Regions from separate parts of the Sus scrofa genome. Here region 1 is linked to region 2. A link is a contact called in public Hi-C data. All regions are on one chromosome and are shown on one strand. The core of a region is the stretch at or near the end of the contact, and the rest is flanking DNA. Distances in the headings are between cores, read along the strand shown.

Evidence for each region. A called contact is a pair of places that touch in the nucleus more often than the background predicts.
Region 1: a Hi-C map of retroperitoneal adipose tissue shows a contact between it and region 2, with 2.8 times the contacts expected there. The contact joins the promoter of C17H20orf24 here to the enhancer-like site in region 2. A contact is called at or near these places in 1 of 5 promoter capture datasets (liver), 25 of 47 Hi-C or Micro-C datasets (alveolar macrophages, blood, brain and 12 more) and 2 of 2 datasets of contacts at active chromatin or transcription factors (alveolar macrophages and skeletal muscle).

Annotation. Positions count from the first base shown.
Region 1 is chr17:39,865,369-39,870,616 of Sscrofa11.1, reverse strand. It overlaps C17H20orf24, which reads right to left and starts at 1,768. Exons shown (of 4, transcript XM_021077901.1): 1 at 1,436-1,768. The coding sequence starts at 1,549. LOC110257439 (a long non-coding RNA gene) reads left to right here and starts at 1,837. Exons shown (of 4, transcript XR_002340025.1): 1 at 1,837-2,892; 2 at 3,925-4,015.
Region 2 is chr17:39,801,887-39,807,813 of Sscrofa11.1, reverse strand. All of the region lies in intron 2 of LOC110257438 (a long non-coding RNA gene), which reads left to right. Among named protein-coding and RNA genes, the nearest start is that of MYL9, 17 kb to the right of the region's middle. Within about 2 kb of position 2,358, at least 7 of the 83 cell types and tissues checked have an H3K27ac peak or open chromatin away from gene starts, as enhancers often do. A contact at or near this core is called in mesenteric adipose tissue and retroperitoneal adipose tissue, where this site is marked.

The DNA of each region.
Region 1 (5,248 bases), core at 519-3,018, 63 kb before region 2:
TATTATGTCACCTGGGGAGACCTGGACAGACTCCACAGGCAGAAGGGTTAACTGTTAACCAATTCAGCATCACCTTCCCACAAACTACATTCTGAGTAAGTCACAAAGAAGAGAACAGATTAGAAACAAAAGTGCTGGAAGCAGGTCTAATTTTTTAAAAAAATTTTAAGTTTTTTTTTGTTTGTTTGTTTTTTACTTTTTAGGGCTGCACCCATGGCATTTGGAAGTTTCCAGGCTAGGGGTCTAATTAGAGCTACACCCGCTGGCCTACACCACAGCTCACAGAAATGCCAGATCCAGGACCCACTGAGCGAGGCTAGGGATCAAACCCAAGTCCTCATAGAAACTTGATGGATTCACTTCCTCTGAGCCACAAAAGTAACTCCAGCATATCTAATTTTTTATGTAAGAACATGGAAGTCTCAGGCTTCTGACCTGCCCTAGACTGCAGAAATGTGTCCTTATACAAAGAAAGAAAGAAATGACACAGCAAAGTAGAAAGTTTTTACAGAGAGCTCAGCAGACTGGGGACAGGAAGAGGGACCTTCAGGAAGTGCCTCCCAACCCTGCCCCTCTTCCAGAAATACCTACCTCTGCAGTCCAAAAAAACTAGGGAAAGAATGCAAACACAACATTCTTTTCAGGATAATGGGAATCAAGTTGTTTCTGATGGTTCCTTCTACACCAGGGAGCAGAGCTGGGGAAGTGTTTACACTCAGATCTTACGAATGTATTTGATCAGTAAAGACATTGCGAAGTCTCCCAAACATTTCTCACATACATGCGGTGGTTTCTCCTCCACCCTCCCTCCCTCTCTCTCACAAACACACTCAACCCCTGAAAGCTCTCAGTCTCCCCTCTCAACTCTTCACCCTTATTTAAGTGGACGGTTTTTTCAGTAAGCAGTGGCAGCTCCTCTTTAGTACGCTTCACTGTGCTAAAGCTGTAAGGCACCACAGCACCCCATCTCAGTTGTTCTGAGACGTGAATGAGATGATGCAGAGTGCGCCTGACACACAGCAAGTATTCAGTAGAAGTCTGTTACTGTTCGTGCTAACGACGGTAGCAAGTAGTTAATTTGGAGAAGATAAGTCACTTACTCAAGATCCTACTGGGAGTAAAATGCGGAGATCTAATCGAACTCAGCTCATTCCCACTGCTCAGGCACACGACCTGCCCGAGGAGGTGGGACCGGGGGCAACTCCTCCGGCCCCTCCTTGCTGACCCAGCAGACTTCACCCTTAGATCACTCCGTGGTGAGCCCGGAGCCCAGCCGTCAGGCTCGGGTCCGCCAAGTTCGACCAGACACCCTTGGGCCACATGCCCCACCACTCTACTGCGTCCGGACCGGGCAGGTGCAGGCTCGGGCCTGTCCATTCGTCCCCGAGTCCCAGCTGACTATTCGAACGTGCGCCCTCGCCAGGCCCCACCGCACCTTGTCCTCCCAGGCCGCGTCGCTCCGCAGCACTTTGCTCCAGACAGAGACTTTGAGGGCCCCGTTGGCCAGCTGCGGCTGAGGCGGCTCCTCCTTCCGCCGCCCGCCGCTCATCCTCCCGTCGCGCCGCCCGGGCCGGGCCTGGGGCGCGCGGGCCGATCTAAAAGGGGTCGGGGTCTGGAGTCACGGGTCACGGGGCGCCGGGCGGTGGTGGTGGCACTCAGCGGACGTGTTCGGCGGCGCGCCTGCGGCTGCCCGCACCTAACCAGGCAGCCCGGCTCTGCTCTCTCGGCCGAGACCAGGAGGTCGGTGGGCGGAGCAACGCAGCACCGCGCGTCCTCCCGCCGACGTGCCCACGCAGCCAATACACGGCCGCGCAGCCGTAGAGCGAAAGAGGAGGGGCTATCGCTTCGGCGCAAGCGCCCTACGCGCGGCAGTCATGACAAATTTCCGCCAGCAGCGCGGTAGAGGGAGAAGGAAGGGACACTCTTGGTGGGGACGGCGACACGAGCGCAAGGAGGCGCTATGGAGACGGAGGAATGGCGTCTGAGGCGAAAGCGGAGATTGGACATGAGGCTCACCCAATCCACTTTAGCTTGACCCCAGGAGCAGCAGGACAGAACGCAGCCCTTCATTCCCCAAGGCGCTTTTTAAAGCCCAAACCTTGCTTCCCTGGAGCCACAAATTGCTTTTCTGGATTTAAGCCCTTGCTTTTTTTCCCTCCTAACCGTGCAAGTCCTATAGGACTTTGTTCGGGAAGTTAACTCAGAAATTTTTCTGTAATAAGTTGGGGTCTCCTCATGCCTAGCACCCTCTTTTGGACCGTCTTTTGGCAAATGTATGCCTTGAGATCCAAAGAGGGGAAATGATTTTCTGAAACTGTGTATAGCATGTTGGAACCAGCTGCAGAGGAGCAAGTGGAAAGAGTATTTTATTAGGTATCAGCATATTTGAGTATTCATCTACTGTGTCCTCGCTATGGACTTGGTTAGATGTTCACAAAGTGTTTTTCTGGAGCAGCAGCAGCTGCATCGCCTGGGAACTTGATTAGAGATTCAAATTATCAGACCTCAGAGTTCCCGTCTTGGCTCAGCGGGTTAAGAACCCTACCAGTGCCTAGAAGGATGTGAGTTGGATTCTTGGCCTCGCGCTGTGGGTTGAAGGTCCGTCCTTGCTGCAAATTCAGGCATAGGTCACAGATGTGGCTCGGATTCAGTGTGACTGTGGCTGTGGCCGGCTTCTGCAGCTCTGATTCAACCCCTAACCCAGGAACTTCCATATGCTGTGGGTGCAGCCCAAAATGAAGGAAAACAAAACAAAGCAAAACATTCTCAGACTCCATCCCGGACCTACTAATTGGAAATTCTGGGGCAGAGTGCACAATCGGCATTTCAATAAGTCCACCAGGTGGTGCCATGCTTGCTGTGCTGTGTAACAAGGCACTTCATTCCAGTGAGGTGGGTATATAGAATCAAAGTAACTTGCTCAACTAATATCTGGGTCTGTCTGACTTCAAAATCTGCACATGTACCCTTTTTGTGGTTTTTTGTTTATTTCTTTTTAGGGCCAGACCCGCAGCATTTGGAAGTTTGAGGGCCAGGGATTGAAACTGAACTGCAGCTGCGACTTGAGCTTCAGCTGTGGCAAAGGACAGATCCTTTAACCCACTGTGCTGGACCAGGAATCAAACTTGAACCTCTGCAGCGACCCTAGCCACTGCAGTGGGATTCTTAACTCACTGCATCACAGCGGGAACTCTAAAATCTGCATTCTCAACCTTAGATTTTTTTTTTTTTTTTTTTCTTTTTAGGGCTGCACCCAAGGCATATGGAGGTTCCCAGGCTGGGGGTTGAGTAGGAGCTACAGCTGCCAGCCTACACCACAGCAACTTGGGATCTGAGCCTCATCTGCACCCTGCACCATGCTGGATCCTTTACCCACTTAGCAAGGCCAGGGATCGAACCCGAAACCTCATGGTTTCCAGTCCAATTCGTTTCTGCTGCACCGCAACGGGAACTCTTGTTTTGTTTTATTTTATTTTATTTTATTTTTAGGCTTTAAGTCTTAAAGAATATCACTAAGGTCAGGACATCCTTTGCATACCTGTCAACATTCACACGTAGTTCTCCACCTTGGGTAAACAACAGAATCTCCTAGGAAGCTTTTTCAGAATAAGCTGTTGTTTTCTACCACAACCCAATCCTAAGATCCTGTTTCAATAGAATGGAGCTGGATCCCAAAGATGATACACACTGCAACAGACGCTACTCTGTCTGGACCTGGTAGGACAGCCATACACCTGATATGGGTACACAACTTTAGCCTAACTTTCGCATGGATCTTGTTCTTATCAGCCCTCCACCTTCTGAACCAGTTTCCCTCATATGCAAAACTATAGTAAAGCCTAACCAGCTCACCCCAGTTTGGATGCGCACCATTGGTGTAAAACCTATTTTACAAAAAACAAAAGCCACGTACCTGTTTTACAGACTCCCTGCTGGCATGCAGTGTTGGAGACAGACTGATCATTCTATCATAGAATATTGGAAGAATACTTAGCCTGGGTCAAAGACAGAAAAGGTAAGTTTTTTAGTCTGCTAAAAACTCATACAAGTGAGATCCGGTGGTAAAAGTTTGTAACAGGGAATCTGATCTGGGGGAATAGGGAAGACTGAACTCTGAGGGGAAGAGTAGGAGTTAAGAAGAGGAAGGGATGGAGTTTGCATCATAGCGCAGCAGAAATGAATCCAACTAGGAACCATGAGGTTGAGGGTTCGATTCCTGGCCTTGCTCCATGGGTTAAGGAACTGGCGTTGCTGTGAGCTGTGGTGTAGGTCGAAGATACGGCTTGGATCCGGCGTTGCTGTGCCTCTGACATAGGCTAGCAGCTACAGCTCCAATTCGACCCCTAGCCTGGGAACCTCCATATGCCAAGGGTGTGGCCCTAAAAAGACAAAAAGAAAAAAAAAAAGAAGAGAAAGGAAGTTCCCATTGTGGTTCAGCAATGATGAACCCAACTAGAATCCATGAGGATATAGGTTCGATCCCTGGCCTTGCTCCATGGGTTAAGGAACTGGCGTTGCTGTGGTATAGGTCACAGATGAGGCTTGGATCCCAAGTTGCTGTGGCTATGGTGCAGGCTGGCTGCTGTAGCTCTGATTCAACCCCTAGCCTGGGAACTTCTGTATGCTGAGGACACTCCCCTAAAAGGAAAAAAAAAAAGAGGAAGAAGGAGGGGAAGGGAAGAGAGCATTAGAGGAGATGAAACCATATCAGTTAATGGTGAGGAATAAAGCCACAAGTTGGGGAAGGAGGGGGGAAATCATGTTGAATAATGTTTTTACAGTTTTGTTGAAAAATAATTGATGTACATCACTGTGTAAGTTTAAAGTCTACAGCAAGATGGTTTGATTTACATATATCATGCAATGATTACCCTAGTAGGATCAGCTAACATCCATCTTCTCAGGTAGAGACAGTAAAAATGAAAGAAGAATATTAAAAAGGAAAAAAATTCTCCTGTGATAAGAATGCTTAGATTTACTCTGTCCTAGGAGTTCCCGTCGTGCCGCAGTGGTTAACGAATCCAACTAGGAGCCGTGAGGTTGTGAATTTGGTCCCTGGCCTTGCTCAGTGGGTTAAGGATCCCACGTTGCCATGAGCTGTGGTGTAGTTTGCAGATGCGGCTCGAATCCTGCATTGCTGTGGCTCTGGCGTAGGCCGGCGTCTACAGCTCCAATTAGACCCCTAGCCTGGGAACCTCCATATGCCGCGGGAGCGGCCCTAGAAAAGGCAAAAAGACCAAAAAAAAAA
Region 2 (5,927 bases), core at 1,109-3,608:
ACATTGCTCTTTCATGGGCAAATCTGATCAAGTTCTACTCCAGATTCTGCAAAGACCCCTTGGTGCCCTGCGGGTGCGAGCAGGAGAAAGGATGCTCCCACCTGGCATTCAAGTCCTTTCAGGTCTGGCTCCGCATCTTTCTCCCCACTCTGCCCCTTATTCCAGCCCTGAGACAGTTTGATTTTCCTTATTTATCGGTTAAGCTGACCAGGGTTCCTTCTGAACTTCAGATAAACCGCACTCATTTCTTGTGTATCTCACTGCCCGCCTCTCCTTGTGGAGATGTATCATGTGTCTGCTAGGTATGACCTTGTTAATTTCAGGTACTCTTTTTAGTCCCACGGTTTCTCTTTTCCCAATCCAGTGGTCACCACCTCCTATTTCTCCCTGTCCCCATGGTGACACACTGCCATCCACCACCCGTGTGTTGTTTCCTGTCTCCGCTCTGGTGCCCCTCCCCCACTCTGCAAATCCACCCTAAAAATTTTTTGAGGGGTCATCCTTGGGTAATGTCTGAACAATCTCTTGAACAATCCTATGCTGGTTTTAAAATCTTCTGCACATTTTAAAATTACCTTAAAGGAGTTCCTTTGTGGCTCAGCAGGTTAAGGATCTGGGGTTGTCACTGCTGTGGCATGGGTTTGATCCCTGGCCCAAGAACTTCCACATGTTGTGGGTGCACCCCCCCCCAAAAAAAAAGAAAAGGAAAAAGAAATTATGTTTAAGTTAGGTGCTAGGTCTCATTCTGTTTCTCCTCCCTCACACACATTGTTTTCATTAATATCTGTCTGTATTGATGCATGAATGTTGAGTTTATTGCATCAGAGTGCTGCATGGTGTTCCACAGCACACATCTGTCACATTTCACTTATTCTCCTCGAGACAGGCACGTGGGTTCCCTCCAACGCCTGCTCTCATCAGAACTGCTGGCAGTGATGAACATGTGGTCCTGCCCCTTCTGGGCTTGTGCAGTTTCTCTGGGAGATGTTTCCAGGTGTGGAATTGCTGAGGGGCTTTACTTATTCTTAGGTAACTGGCAAGTGCTCTCATGCATGGGGGCCAGCCTGTCCCTGTCGCCAGTATAGGAGGAATCCCCTTTTCTCCCCATGTTTGCCGATGTTCGGTATTGTCCATATCTCTGATTGGTAATATCTGAGGAGTATGAAGTGTTTTCTTGTTTTTGCTTTCTGAACACCAGCGAGGTTGCTGTATTGTCCTTGTTAGTTGAAATTTCCCTTTTGTGAATCTCCTGTGTGTATGCTTTGCTCTCTTGCCTATAGAATATATTCTATAGCTCGTTCTTATTTTAGATTTTAATTCCTTGTTTCATTTTAATGCAGTCAAAATTCACCCTTTCTAAAAAATGACTTTTAACAAACATGTACAATCATATAATCACCACCATAATCAGGACAGAGAGTAGTTCCATCGCCCCCCCCCACCCCAATTCCCTCTTGACCCTTTTACTGTCAGTCTCTCTTTCCACCCCTTGCTTCTGGCAATCTCTCAGCTGTTTTTTCTCTCCTGTAGTTTTGCCATATTCAGACTGTCATACAGGTTGAATCATATAGTATGTTGGTTTTTGGCCTCATCTACAGCACAGGGAAAATTCCCCAGCCAGGTATTGAACCCTCACCACAGCAGTGACCAGAGCTGCTGCAATGACAACGCCAGATCCTTAACCTACTGCATCGCAAGGGAACTCCAGTATATTACTCTTCAAATCTGCTTCTTTTTTTTTTGAGCGTATGCATCTGAAGTCCACCTCTCAGTTGTGTGGGTTTTAGGAGGCAGTTGGTTCCTTCTTATCGATCAATAGCATTTCACTGGATGAGTGAACTACATTTTATTTATCCAGTTATCATTGGAAGGATATTTGGATTGTTTCCAAATGTGTCAGTTTGATTTTGATGACCTTGACACTTGTGGAGAATTCAGGTTAGGTGTTCTGTGCAATGTCTAATTTACTGAACGTCATGCTTTGAATTTCGGAGGACATCCCACCGTGACACTCAGTGGACTTAACTAACCTGCCAGAGCTAGTTAACCTGTTCTCTGTGAAGGGGAGGAGTTGAAAGCACACCTTTTTTTGGCCCCTGGAGTGAATTTTAAGCATCAGTAAAACTTTACCTTCACTGACTCTCTGTTTTCTCACCTCATACCATCTGTCTGTCTGTCTTTCTTTCTTTCCTTCCTTCTTTCTTCCATCCTTCTTTCATTCTTTCTTTTGTTCTCTCTCTCTCTTTTCTTTATTCCTTCTTTTTTTTCTTTTGGCCACAGTGTGCAGCAGCTTGAAGTGGAGTCTCAGTTCCCAGCCCAGGGATTGAACCCAGGTCACAGCTGTGAAAGTGCTGAGTCCTAACCACGAGACCACCTGGAACCTCCCCCTTCCTTCCTTCCTTCCTCTCCCTCTCTCCCTCCCTTTCTTCTTTTTTGTTTGTTTCCTGACTGTGTTTTGGTTTTAATTCTTGGCCAGGATGTTTCTCCTGTGGCCAGAAGCAATTGGCAGTTAGTTTTATGGTCTGTTTGTTGATCTTTATCAGGACATTGGGGGTCTAGTCTCTATCCCAGTGGCAAACGAGAGAGAATCTGATTTATTAGTCTTTTTTTTTTTGATAGTTTGCTTATTATTTGTGAGCTCAAATCAATTGAGAAAATAGAGAAATAGAAGTGGATTTTTGTATTTTTTGGTTTACTTTGGCACATGGCTGAGGTTGTTGAACTGAAACTGAAAGTTTTCAGTGTTTTTTTTTTTTTTTTTTTTTTTTTTTTTCTTTTTGTCTTTTTAGGGCCACTCCTAGGGCTAGGAGTCCAATCAGAGCTGTAGCCGCCGGCCTACACCACAGCCACAGCAATGTGGGATCCATAACCCACTGAGCAAGGCCAGGGATTGAACCCGCAACCTCATGGTTCCTAGTCAGATTTGTTTCCACTGTGCCATGATGGGAACTCCAGTTTTCAGTGTTTTTATATGAGTCTGAAATATTTTCTTACCTCCATAGTATCATTAATACATAATTAAGTTCCCATTATGGCTTAGTGGCTTAAGAACCCGACTAGTGCTTATGAAGATGCGGGTTCGATCCCTGGCCTCGATCAGTGGGTTAAAGATCCAGTGTTGTTTCAGGCTGTGGCGTAGGTTGTAGATGCAGTTTGAATCTGGTGTTGCTGTGGCTGTGGTGAAAGCCTATAGCTCCAGTTCCAATGTAACCCCTAGCCCAGGAACTTGCAGGTGTGGCTGTAAAAAGAAAAATAATTAATAGGTCGAACCATATCTATTACATTTAAGAAGGATTGTTTTGGAGTTCCCTGGTTAGCCTAGCAGGTTAAGAATCTGGCATTGTCACTGCTGTGGCTCAGATTTGATTCCTGGCCTGGGAGAACTTCCCATGCCACAGGCAAAGCCAAAAGAGGAGAAGGGGGAGAAGAAGGAATGTTCTGATTGGTTTATCATAGCTAATGGGACTTATGTAAACATAAAGGAATACAGAAATATCAAGAAAATAAAGAAATAGAAGTCTAACAGTTCACATGGGCTAGTTATTTGGAGTTGTCATGGCTCAGTGGTAAGGAATCGGGCTGGTATGCATGAGGACGGGGGTTCAATCCCTGTCCTCACTCGGTGGGTTAAGAATCTGGCATTGCTGTGAGTTCTGGTGAAGGTCACTGTGGCAGCTCAGATCTGATGTTGCTATGGCTGTGGTGTAGGCCAGCAGCTGTAGCTGTGATTTAGCCCTAGCCTAGGAACTTCCATATGCCGTGGGTGCAGCCCTGAAAAGACAAAAAAAAAAAAAAAAAAAGTGCTAATTTTTGAAGAGGAAAACAAAACCAAGCTTTACAAAAATGTTAGCTTAGGAGGTGTTTTGTTTTGTTTTGCTACATCTGTGGCATACAGAAGTTTTCCTGGGCTAGGGATGGAGCCACAGCAGTGGCAATGCCAAATCATTAACTGCTGGACTACCAGGGAACTCCAGGAGGTTTTTTTTGGCTAGCTATTGTTTGTTTTAATAGCTTCATTGTTATATAATTTACATATCATAAAATTCACCGATTTAAAGTGTATAGCTCAATTAATTTTAGCAGATTTAAAGAGTTGTGGGAGTTCCTGCTGTGGTGCAATGGTATCAGCGGTGTTTCTGCAGCACCAGATGCAGGTTCAATCCCCAGCCTAGCACAGTGGGCTAAAGCATCTGGTGGTGTAGCTGCTGATCCCTGGCCCAGGAACTCGTTATGCTGTGGAGCAGCTGAAAAAAGGAAAAAAGAAAAAATTATATAAAAAAAACAATTATATAAAAAAAACAAAAGAGTTGTGCAGCCATCATAATTTCACTCTCTTTCTGCATCCTCTGTGCGCCAGCCCTAGACCAACGCTAATCTAACATATTTTCTATAGATTCGCCTATTTTGGCTGTTTCATATAAATAGACTCATGCAATATGTGGTCTTTTGTTATGACTTGTTTCATTTAGGGTAATTTTTTCCTCCGTGTCTGTCAGTTTTTTCTTTTTTCTTTCTTTCTTTTTTTTTTTTTAAGGGCTGCACCTGAGGCATATGGAAGTTCCCAGGCTAGAGATCAAATCAGAGCTGCAGCTCCTGGCCTACACCACAGTCCCAGCAACAGCAGATCTGACCCATGTCTGTAACCTACACCACAGCTCACAGCAATGCCCGATCCTTAACCCACTGTGCAGGGCCAGAGATGGAACCCAAGATCTTATGGATACTGGTTGGGTTCATTACCACTGAGCCACAAGAGGAACTTCTTTTTTTTTTTGTCTTTTCTAAGGCCATACCTGTAGCATATGGAGATTCCCAGACTAGGGGTTGAATCGGAGCTGTAGCTGCTGGCCTACGCCAGAGCCACAGCAACTCGGGATCTGAGCTGCGTCTTCGACCTACATCACAGCTCATGGCAACGCTGGATCCTTAACCCACTGAGCAAGGCCAGGGATCAAACCTGCAACCTCATGGTTCCTAGTCGGAACCATGCACCACGACGGGAACTCCATCTCCTTTTTTTTTTTAGTTGAATTTTTTTTACATAAAAGTATAGTTGCTTTACACTGTTGTACCGATATCTGCTATACAGAGCAAAGTGACCCAGTCATACATATATATACACATTACTTTTCTCATTTTATCTTCCATTATGGTCTATCCCAGGAGATTGCATATAGTTCCATGTGCTGTATAGTAGGGCCTCATTGCTTATCCATTATAAATGTAACAGTTTACATCCACTAACCCCAAACTCCTATCCATCCCACTTCTTCCCCCCTCTCCCTTGGCAACCACACATCTGTTCTCTATGTCCTTGCGTCTGTTTCTGTTTTGTAGATAGGTTTATTTATGCCATATTTTAGATTCCACATATAAGTGATATCCTATGGTATTTGTCCTTCTCTTTCAGACTTACTTCACTTAGTATGAGAATCTCTAGTTGTATCCATGTTGCTGCAAATGGCATTATTTCATTTTTATGGCTGAATGGTATTCCATTGTGTATATATGCCACATCTTCTTAATCCATTCAATGGACATTTAGGTTGTTTTCATGTCTTGGCTATTGTAAGTAGTGCTGCTATGAACATATGGGTGCATGTACACTTTTCAATTGTAGTTTTGTCTGGCTATATGCCCAGGAGTAGGATTGATAGATCATATGGTAGTTCTGTATTTAGTTTTTTGAGGACCCTCCATACTGTTTTCCGTAGTGGTTTTACCAATTTACATTCCCACCAATAGTGTAGGAAAGTTACCTTTTCTCCACACCCTCTCCAGCATTTGTTATTTGTAGACTTTTTTTTTTTTTTTTTTTTTTTTTTGCCTTTTAGGGCTGCATCTGTGGCATATTGAGGTTCCCAGGCTATGGGTCCATTTGGAGCTACAGCTGCCAGCCTAAGCCACAGTCACAGGAACATCAGATC